Linked DNA regions of Ovis aries: region 2 is linked to region 1. A link is a contact called in public Hi-C data. All regions are on one chromosome and are shown on one strand. Each heading gives the region's core, a stretch centred on a gene start, on an enhancer-like site or on the middle of the called end of the contact. The rest is flanking DNA. Distances are from core to core; before and after follow the strand shown. Region 1 overlaps PHC2 (polyhomeotic homolog 2). Region 2 overlaps ZNF362 (zinc finger protein 362).

Region 1 (4,657 bases), core at 1,258-3,757:
GCAATGCCAGACAGGAAGAAAGGCCCAGAGTCACAGGGTGGTTAAGCTTCTGCAGAAAGCTGCCTGCCTCAGCTCAGAGGGTCCACTGGAGGCAGAGACCACCTCTGTCCTTGAAGCCTCCAGAGGGTGAATAAAGGACTTGAATTCAGGCTCTTCGCAGCTCACATCGCAAGGCTCTACCTATGCCTCTGTGATCTGTCCAGAATGTCTTCCCCTCTTTTGTTGGGGAAATGACTCCTGCTTCAATATCCAGTGCCATTTCCCTGGGGGGACAGCATCTCTGATCCATCCTGCCTGGCACAGAGGTGTCCATCTAGGCCCCCCCCCGCCCGTACCTCACACTTACTCCTACAATGGCAATTATGAAATCAAATGGATTTGCTTAAGAATCTATCTCCCTTCTTTTGATTGCACCCTCCTTTAGGTGAGAAATCACATTTTGATCATTGCGGTTATCTAGTAACAAGCACCAAGCAGGCTCTCAAGAAAAATTAAAACGCAGGTTAGACTGGACGGTAAAATGGTCTGGGTGAGGACAGAGTGGGAGTCGTTATTTCAGGGATGTGACCAGGGTGACTCTATCTGTAATGCAAGGTCACATGGTCCATCACTACATTTCTGTGCTATGAGAGCCTGGTCTTCCCGAGACTGATTAGTCTGGCCTCCAGGGCTGCTGGCAGATTTCCTCATCAAGGATTGCCTTCAGTAGGCAGCGCTGGGAGAATTTTAGCAGCAGGGAGAATCTAGCCCTAGGGAATACTGATTCATCCTGTTCATATAATTTGCCTCATAAATAATCTGCTAGATTATTACTTTTTTAATCTGCAAGATTTATTCTTGAGTACCACTCTTACTGGCAAACCTTTCTTGGCTCCTCTCCCTCAGGCTAGATGGTGCCTCTGTGATCCTCCAGGGCTCAGAGCTAACATCTATGACAGGCTGTACTCATCTGTCTCTCCAGACCCTGCCCACCTGGGAGGCAGGGCCCATGTCTTATTTATCTCGGCACCCCCGGAACTGGCAACATAACCGATGCATATTAGTCAACAAATGTCTGTTGAGTGACGAGAAAATAAACTTCTCACTTCCTCATCTCCCTGTGTGGTTCTTACATGCCTCTGGCTAGCCCCTGTCCTTTTTTTTGCTGACTCTTAGAGAATTACAAAATAGTGTAACTGCCAAACCTCCACTGCCTAGGTGAAGAGCTATGATTTGGTACCCTGAGAATCATGGTACCCATTGTGAAGAAGGTCTTATTTGGGATTGCCCTGGTGGTCCAGTGGTTAAAACTCTGTGCTCCCACTACATGGGGCACAGGTTCGATCCCTGGATGGGGAACTAAGATCCGGCATGACACATGGTGTGGCCAAATAAAAGAAAATTAAATGATGGACCATTTATATGAACAAGGTTCTCCTCTTAAAAAAAAGAAAAAGAAGGTCCCATTTGTTTCCACTAACATGGCTTCCTTCTTTAAAGCTGGACGAGAAGCATGAAATAGACTCTGGAGCTGGAGAACATCTCAAGACTGTAGAAAAGGGGAAAGAGAGATCCACGGCTGACACCTTATCTTGCCCATGGGAAATAGGAGAGTGTGAAAATTTCCCCCTGACCCATCGTCCTTCTGAGTTTTCAGGGATAGGATCCTTCCTCCTGGAGTGCTTACCTGGTGCAATGAGCGGGTGGGTAGCCACGGCGGGCACCATCCGGCTGAGCCCAGCCCGGCCCTCCAAGCTCCCGGGCACACTGCCGTTGCTGTCTCCTCTCTTGAGTGGCTCTGTCACACTGTCGGTTGTGCCAGACTTGGCACCTGCAGGGGAACCCTGAGCAGTGTTTCTGCCCTGTGATGGGGTAGGCAGAGGCTGGCTACCACTTGGCGTGGGCTTCAGGGCCAAGCTGCTCAGGACAGGCTGGGTGGGGGTAGGGCCCGAGGCTGCTGCAGCTGGTGTCTGCTGTGATCGGAGGGTCAAGTTCTGTACCTGGAAAAGAGGGGTCTGTAGGAGTCCAGAGAATGTGGGTATGAGCAATGCCGACACATAGTTCAGACAGGGAAGGAGTTAGGGACGGATCCAGGAATGCTGAACGTGAGAGTGAGCTGTTAGATCGGAAAGAAAGAGAGAGACAAGAGACAAGGGGCTGAAGGAGAAACCAGGAGCAGAGTTTCTAAAGGGGACAGACAGTGTGCTGGTCATTGGATTCATCTGCAGAAGAAACCAAATTCTGAGCAGGGATGTCTGCCTTGGCTGGGGCAGACTGGGGAAGGGAGGCTGGGGCTGCTTCTCCCTTCTGTTACCTCCCCTCCTCCCCCAATCTATCAGGATGGGCTGCGTACCACTTAGAAAGAATCATGGCAGGGCATGGGGCTTCCCACACTGGGAAAGGCCAGGGCAAAAGTGAAAGTGAATCGACCAGCAAGGTCTCCCAGGTGAAGGATTATCCTGTCCTGAGGATAGGGTTTACACATCAGCACGGCCAGGCTGACTCAACTTGGTCCCTGGCACCCTCTGCTGGACACACGGAGGCTGTGCCAGACTCGCGTCTGACCCCTATCCCTTAGATGGGGCTGGTTCCTCCCCACCACCCACAGAATCTTTACAGCCACAGCTGTGTCTGTGTGCTCCCAGCAGAAAGAAGGGACCTAGGACTCATCCTTGCTCCCTCTTCCATGCCGTTTTTCCTGATTCCTAGAGCTGCTAACATGTGTAATCAGAGTGGAATTTTCCTCTTAAAAAGCAATGACATCAGAGCTCATCCTGGGGAGGGTATAAGGTAGTGAGGGCCACCGGTTCTGGCAATCACACTTGCTCCTGCCCTGTGGTCAGGGCCCGAAGCAGGGTCCGGAGTGGCCGAGGCCTTCTCAGCGAGGAGTCAAGGAGTGAGTCTAGGGGTAATGGGACGCCGTCTCCCACCTGCTTTCCTGGAGCACCCCGAGACGTTCAAAGCTCTTCCAGGGCTCAGGCCCAGACCCAGCATCATTGCCCCCATGGCAGGGGTCCCCACCCCCCTGCCCGCCCACAAGCATGGAATCCTCACCTGGGCAGGGGTGGGGGGCCGGGCGGGGGAGCCAGTGCCGAGCTCAGGCTGCACGGTAGCGACGGTGGCCGTGGGCGTGAAGATGAGCTGAGGGGACAAAGGAACAGTGCCGCCTAGGCTCCTAGCTACCTGCACCAGGTTACCTGGCTGGGCCTGGAATCACAGGAAACGAGGTGCCTTTTACCTGCCCAATGTGGGCTCAGCCACAGGACACGACAGCTCAGCCAGGGAGCAGACGGGGTTGGGGGGAGGACGTGGGGGAGGTGGGAGAGGGAGAGAGTCCAGGGGTGCCTCCTGAAAATCTCAAGAGCCCCCTCAAGTCCTGATCCAGGCCAGGCAGGGAAGGGCCAGAGCTAGGGTGCTGTCCTGGGGTTGCACCAAGTCAGGTGTACTTCAGAAGCCTCTGCTAAGAGCTCACCCCAGAGAAGGGACCAATAATGATGGCCAGACACCCTCAAGTCCCTCTCTGCAGCATCCTGGGGAGCAGGGCCCCTGGGCTGAGACAGATGCCCTGGAACCATGTTCTAAATCTCACCTGCAAGTTATGTGGCAGCCTGGATGGGAGGGGAGTTTGGGGGAGAATGGATACGCGTGTATGTATGACTGAGTCCCTTCGCTGTTCACCTGAAACCATCACAACATTGTCTGTTAATCAGCTATACCCCAATACAAGATAAAAATCAAAAAAAAAAATCTAACCTGCTCTGGACTCTAGGTGTGGGTCAGAACAGGACTTTCTGCCAGAAAGGATCAGATTAGATTCTTTTGGCCACTTTTTAGTCAAATTTAGATTAGGCTGTGTGTGTGTGTGTGTGTGTGTGTGTGTGTGTGTGTGTGTGTGTGTGTGTGTGTGTGTGTGTACATGCATGAGCAGAGACAACAGTGCTAAAGGAACCAAGAGAAACCAAGCTGTACTCGTGTCTATATCTCCTTGCACGGCGCGTAGGGACTGAGGGTCTCTGTGCGACACTCCCACCCTTGCGAGTCCAGCTCTGGACATGTATATGACGGCACATCTGCTCCTCTGAGCGAGGGCACCCCACTTTGGGGAGGGAGGTGGCCAGGCTCTAGGGCTCCAGCGGGTGCAATTGAGCCAGAGAAGGGGTGGGGTAAACTGAAGACAGAGCAGGTGTGGGTGGTGTCACATGGGCTGTCTAGCTCCCTGGAGAAGTGGAAGTCTGGTCCCCATGGGTGTCTGAGGCTATTCCCCAGGAAAGGAGCTGCACCTCAGTGAGTTCAGAGTCAAGAACTGGAGCAGAACTAGAAAAGCTCCCAGTGTCAAGCTCTGGCCACAAAAACTAAACGAGGGCTGGGGCCGTACAGCCTTTAGGATGGCATGTCAAGGAGCTGGAGAGAGAACAATTCAGAGCAGGGTTGGGAGACCAGACTCAGAGTGGGCTGAGCCCAATCTAGACCTAGACCTAGACCTGCCTGCTTCCTTGGGTGAACAAATCCTGCTGCTTTCCTGGGAAAGTCTGCTTATTTTAGGAACCCCTCAGCTTCTTATGGCCTCTGTACCTCTTAGGGACAGGTGTCAAGGCGGGACTCTAGGTATGTGTGTGGAGGGCTGATACCGTCCTGAGTGCATTCGGCCCAAGCAAGCCCACCTGATGGATGCTTGACT
Region 2 (4,657 bases), core at 1,531-4,030, 60 kb before region 1:
GGGTAAGATCACAGTGAATGTCAGAGCTCGGCCATCCACTTCCCCGTTCTGTTTTTGGCTGCCTCAGGCTAAGCTCCCCTCAGGCAGCCTTTAGCCTGGGTGCCAGAGGTGTGGTTTCCTCCAGGCAGTGGTGGAGGAGGGGCTGTCACCCTGCTTCCCAGGGCCAGGGAAGGAAGTGGGCCTTTTCCCCACTGGGGAAGCTGCAACCCCTGTCATGGCCACAAGGGGGCATAGTGACCTGGCCCAGGAAAGGCGATCTACCAGGAAAGGTCTAAACAGGGCCAGAAAGGTGCCAATCCCCTGTCCTCTGGTGGGAATTTCCCTGAACAACGGCCTTTCAGACCCAGGAGAGGGAGTCCAGGTGAGTCACTCATGTGTGTCCTTTGGCCTAATCAGATATTCTGGTTAACAGACCCCCACATGTCCCAGTGATCCCCAAGCCTCAGTTTCCTCATCTGTAAAATGGAGGAGCCAATAGTTCTTAACTCATAGCACTGTTGACTGAGAGTCAGCTCCTGATAGACCTCAGCTAACACAGTTATTTATTTACCCAGTGTTTTCTGAATACTTGTGCCAGGCACTTGGGAATCAGGATGAATCAAACAGACATATTTGTTGCCCCCAGGCAGGTTAGGAGTCTACTGCTGGAGACAGACGTTAAACAAGTAGCCACACAAGTGAATATGCAGTGACCAATCACGGTGACTGCTCTCCAGCAGGCTTTCTCGACCTTGGCCCACGTTGGCGTTTTTGCTGGGGGTGCTGCCCTGAGCATTATAGGGTGTTTAGCAACATCCTTGGCCACATTCCACTTAGCAACCGCTCTTGGAAGAGGCCTCTAGACTTTGCCAAATGTCCCTTGGGGGAGAAATTGCCTCTGATTGAGAACCTCAGCTATAAAGGAAAAAAAGAAACATATGTTTTGAAAGACAGCTGCAGGAAGGATAAAATGGAGTTGGGGAAGGGAGATGGTTTGGGGTAGGTGTTTGGGGTAGGTGTGTGAGGAAGTAACATTTAGAAGAAGGCGTGGGGGATAATTGGCCAGGTGAGGAGAAGAGGAGAGGAACTTTCCAAGCAGGGGGACAGTGAATGCAAACACCCTAGGTGGAACCAACGCGGTGTGTTCCAGAAACTGAAAAATAATTAGGTCACACGAGGCTGTGGGGCCCTGTTAGGAAGTTTGCATGTTTTCCCAGGTGGAGTGGGGACCCATGGGGAGAAGGCTGTCTAGGAGGGTTATTTTGAAAGTTCACTTTGGTTGGAGGGGGGCGCATGGATCGCACCTTAAAGGAGGGGTCACCAGCCTTCAGAGCCATGGTTCTTAGAGGGGATCTGAACTCTGGGAGAAAGGGGCTGTCAGATCTCACCTGGCCTAAGGCCTCACCCTGAACTGGGCCTGACGGGACTCCTCAGAACAATTACCTTTTGTGAAAAAACATTTTAGTGGATTGACTTTTAAGCTACTCTAATACATAAAAGAAACATTTGCGAATAGTGAGCCCTCACGTTTCCGCTGGGGCTTCCCAGGTGGTTCAGTGGTAAAGAGTCCTGCCAATGCAGGAGATACAGGAGATCCGGGTTCGATCCCTGAGTGGGGCAGATCCTCTGGAGGAGGAAATGGCAATCCACTCCAGTATTCTTGCCTGGGAAATCCCATAGACAGAGGAACCTGGCGGGCTACAGTCTGTGGGGTCGCAGAGTCAGACACGATGGAGCATGCATGCATACTGCCATCAGACCCCAGGACCTGGCATCAACCAGTCCTTCCTCAACCATATCCTTGTTTTTTGAAATAAAACTGACATCATATTGTTCCATCTGAAAATTTTCACTTTGTGTCTTTAAACATACTTTTTTTTTTTAACTTATCCACAATACCTTTATAAAACCTTAAAATGATTCACCATAGTCCTTAATATCATCAAATACCCAGCTGGTATTCACATTTTCATTTGTCTCATGGATGGCATAATTTATATTTTTATTTATTTATAAATTTTATTTTTTAATCAAGATCCAAATAAAATTCTTACATTGTACTGGGTCAGTGTAGCTTTTAAACTGCTCTTCCTTGCCCCCACCCCGATCCCTTTTCTTTGCAACTTTCTTTGCAACTGCCTTTTCTTTGCAACTTACTCACTGAAGAATAGTCTCCTCGTTTGGATTTTGCTGATTGCTTCCCTTTGGGGGTGTTTGATAGCACTTTGTCACCACATTTGAGGGCTTCCTCTGCCCGATGTTGAGCACACTGAGGTAGGAATTCAAGACGTGGCAGATGGAAACCAGAGCACCACTTGGCAGGTTAGTGTGAGGGCCTGTGGGTCTGCAGGTGAGCCTTGGGTCACCTCACCCACCCAGTCTTGGGTGCCTCAGGTCAGACTCAGCCGAGGCTGGGGCAGTGCTCAAAGGATGAACCGAGCCTGCCCAGTTTATGCTTCTAAAGTCACCAGTCAGATCAGGCCCCAGTTCTTCCCAAGGGAGGGGAGAGCTGGGGGATGCTTCTGCTGGGGCTCCCATCACCACCTAGAATGAAATGTAGAGACTAGGGAAGCAGTGGTCCCTTCAGCCCTACTGCTTGCTAAGAGCGTTACCCTCATCACCATAGCTACCCTGTGAAGTCCTTCCTTCCCCATCCCTGCCTGCAGAGGAGGAAACTGAGGCTTGGAGGGGTGAGATGACTGGTCCAACGTTCCACTGCTGAGAAATGGCAGAGCCAGGGTCACCGGAGGCCTGCTGCTCCACCCTCACTGGGAGCACCGGCCAGATGGGGGCAGATCTGCTCCACTGGACAGGACTCCACTGCAGCCAATTGGTTAATGGCCTTGTCCTAGAGTTCCAGGTGGTCACTGCTGAGGGACGGGCCTGATGCCTGCCTGCTCTCTAGTCAGCACACAGTGGGCTCCGACTCTGGTAAATGAGCCAGCCTCCACCACTGGCAGAAATGCAGTACCCTGCAACCAATACCAGTGCCCTTCTGGCACCCGCAAAGCTGTGGCTGTCCACCTCTAGCCGGCTCATCTACCCAGGAGCCCTCCAGCGGCCGCTTATAGGAACTGCAGTTCCCCCTGGGCCCTTGCCAGCAGCTCTTTTTAAATTCTGAATCTTACCCCCTGCCCGCAGGAGACCTACCTGATGAAGCACATGTCCAAACACACGGTGGTGGAGCACCTGGTGAGCCATCACTCGCCCCAGAGGACGGAGTCCCCCAGCATCCCGGTGCGAATTTCCCTCATCTGAGCCGACCCGAGGCGCCGCCCCACCCTGCCCACTGGCAGACACAGACCCAGGCAGCACCGGCCCGACTCCCTCCAGGGGCCCTCCAGGAACAGCCGAGCTCTCTCATGACCTTCCTGACCTTCCAGAAAGCCTGGGCCGCAGAAGCCCTGCCCGGTCCAGCTCCGGGGGTGGCCAGGCCAACTGCAAGATTCTGGACTGTTTTGGTGGCATCCAAAGACGATCTCAGAGCACTTTGAACCTCTCCGCTGGGTTTTCCTTTTCTTCCCCCATCCTTCACTTGCTTCACTGTTTTTTTGTTTTGTTTTGTTTTAAGTTTGTTTTGGAAAATAACAAAAAAAAAAAAAAAAAAGATATTTATTGGCCAAGAAGTTGGTGCTGCTAAGACCGAGAAATGGAAAGAACCGGACAGATGGACACAGAGACCCAGAGGGCAGCGTGGGACCTTCTCTTGCCACGGCCTCGGGTCTTGAGGGGAAGGCACAGGCCTGAGAGTCTGGACCGCAGTGGGGCTCCCCGGTGGGAGGGGCAGGAGGCAGCTGGAGTGAGCCACTTCCCCCCGCCGGCTGCCAGCTCGAGCCTCCAGAGCTGCGCCCTGGGCATCACTGAGCAGAGGGACGTGGCAGCTCCCAGGGCTGCCCGGGCTTCAGGAGACAGATGGAGAGGGGCCGGGAGGTCCGCAGGACCAAAGGGTGCAGGGTTGGCTGGGCTGGGCGCAGGCCCAGGGAAATGGGGTGGGGGCGGGCTGGGTAAGACCGGTGCCCCCACTGCCCTGAAGACCACCCCAGTCTACCTCAGTGCTGGCCAGGAAACCTATCGGCTACCTCTCCCACCATCCCAGACTGTGGGCAGCGGGGGAGGGAGTGGGCCTGGGGCAAGGACCCCCTCCGCTCTGCAGAATTTCCTCCGGTTGGGGCAGTGCCCAAGGAGGGGTTACTTGTCTTCCCTGCCATGGAGGGGGATCCCCAGCCCAGGCCCTAGGCCGCTCGGCAGGGAAGGGATCCTCGGGGAGGAGGGTCCCAGGAGCAGACCCTGCCCTCAGCCCCCACAGACACACCCCAATCTGAAAGCCATGCGTGTCCGTGTATATAGGAACTATGTACAGAGCCCGGAGAAGCCCCCTCTACATCCCCTGGGGAAAAAAAAAAGAAAACTAGACAGAAACTCATCTATATATTCTGTATCTGGAGTTCCGTTTTGAATATTAACTGTGTTATTTTTATACACTTTTTAAGCCTTAACTCGCCATTGATTTACCAGTTTAACGTCTCCCGGGGTTTCTTTTCCCACGGGGTTCTCCGCCCCGCCCCCCACCCCTTTGTTTGACTTGCGTCTGATACTCAGTATTGTAGCTTTTCGTCCGCATGTTACTACCCTGTAAATACGCTGTTATACATACTGTTAACACCCTTCGCTTTTTTCT

What was found. A called contact is a pair of places that touch in the nucleus more often than the background predicts.
Region 2: a Hi-C map of hypothalamus shows a contact between it and region 1, with 5 times the contacts expected there. The contact joins two enhancer-like sites. A contact is called at or near these places in 14 of 16 Hi-C or Micro-C datasets (blood, hypothalamus, liver and 6 more).

The regions. Positions count from the first base shown.
Region 1 is chr2:234,315,706-234,320,362 of ARS-UI_Ramb_v3.0, reverse strand. It overlaps PHC2 (polyhomeotic homolog 2), which reads right to left. Exons shown (of 14, transcript XM_060411367.1): 6 at 1,667-1,979. Among named protein-coding and RNA genes, the nearest start is that of A3GALT2, 43 kb to the left of the region's middle. Within about 2 kb of position 2,507, at least 12 of the 54 cell types and tissues checked have an H3K27ac peak or open chromatin away from gene starts, as enhancers often do. A contact at or near this core is called in hypothalamus, where this site is marked.
Region 2 is chr2:234,376,309-234,380,965 of ARS-UI_Ramb_v3.0, reverse strand. It overlaps ZNF362 (zinc finger protein 362), which reads left to right. Exons shown (of 8, transcript XM_060411368.1): 8 at 3,121-4,657. The coding sequence ends at 3,237. Among named protein-coding and RNA genes, the nearest start is that of A3GALT2, 18 kb to the right of the region's middle. Within about 2 kb of position 2,780, at least 14 of the 54 cell types and tissues checked have an H3K27ac peak or open chromatin away from gene starts, as enhancers often do. A contact at or near this core is called in hypothalamus, where this site is marked.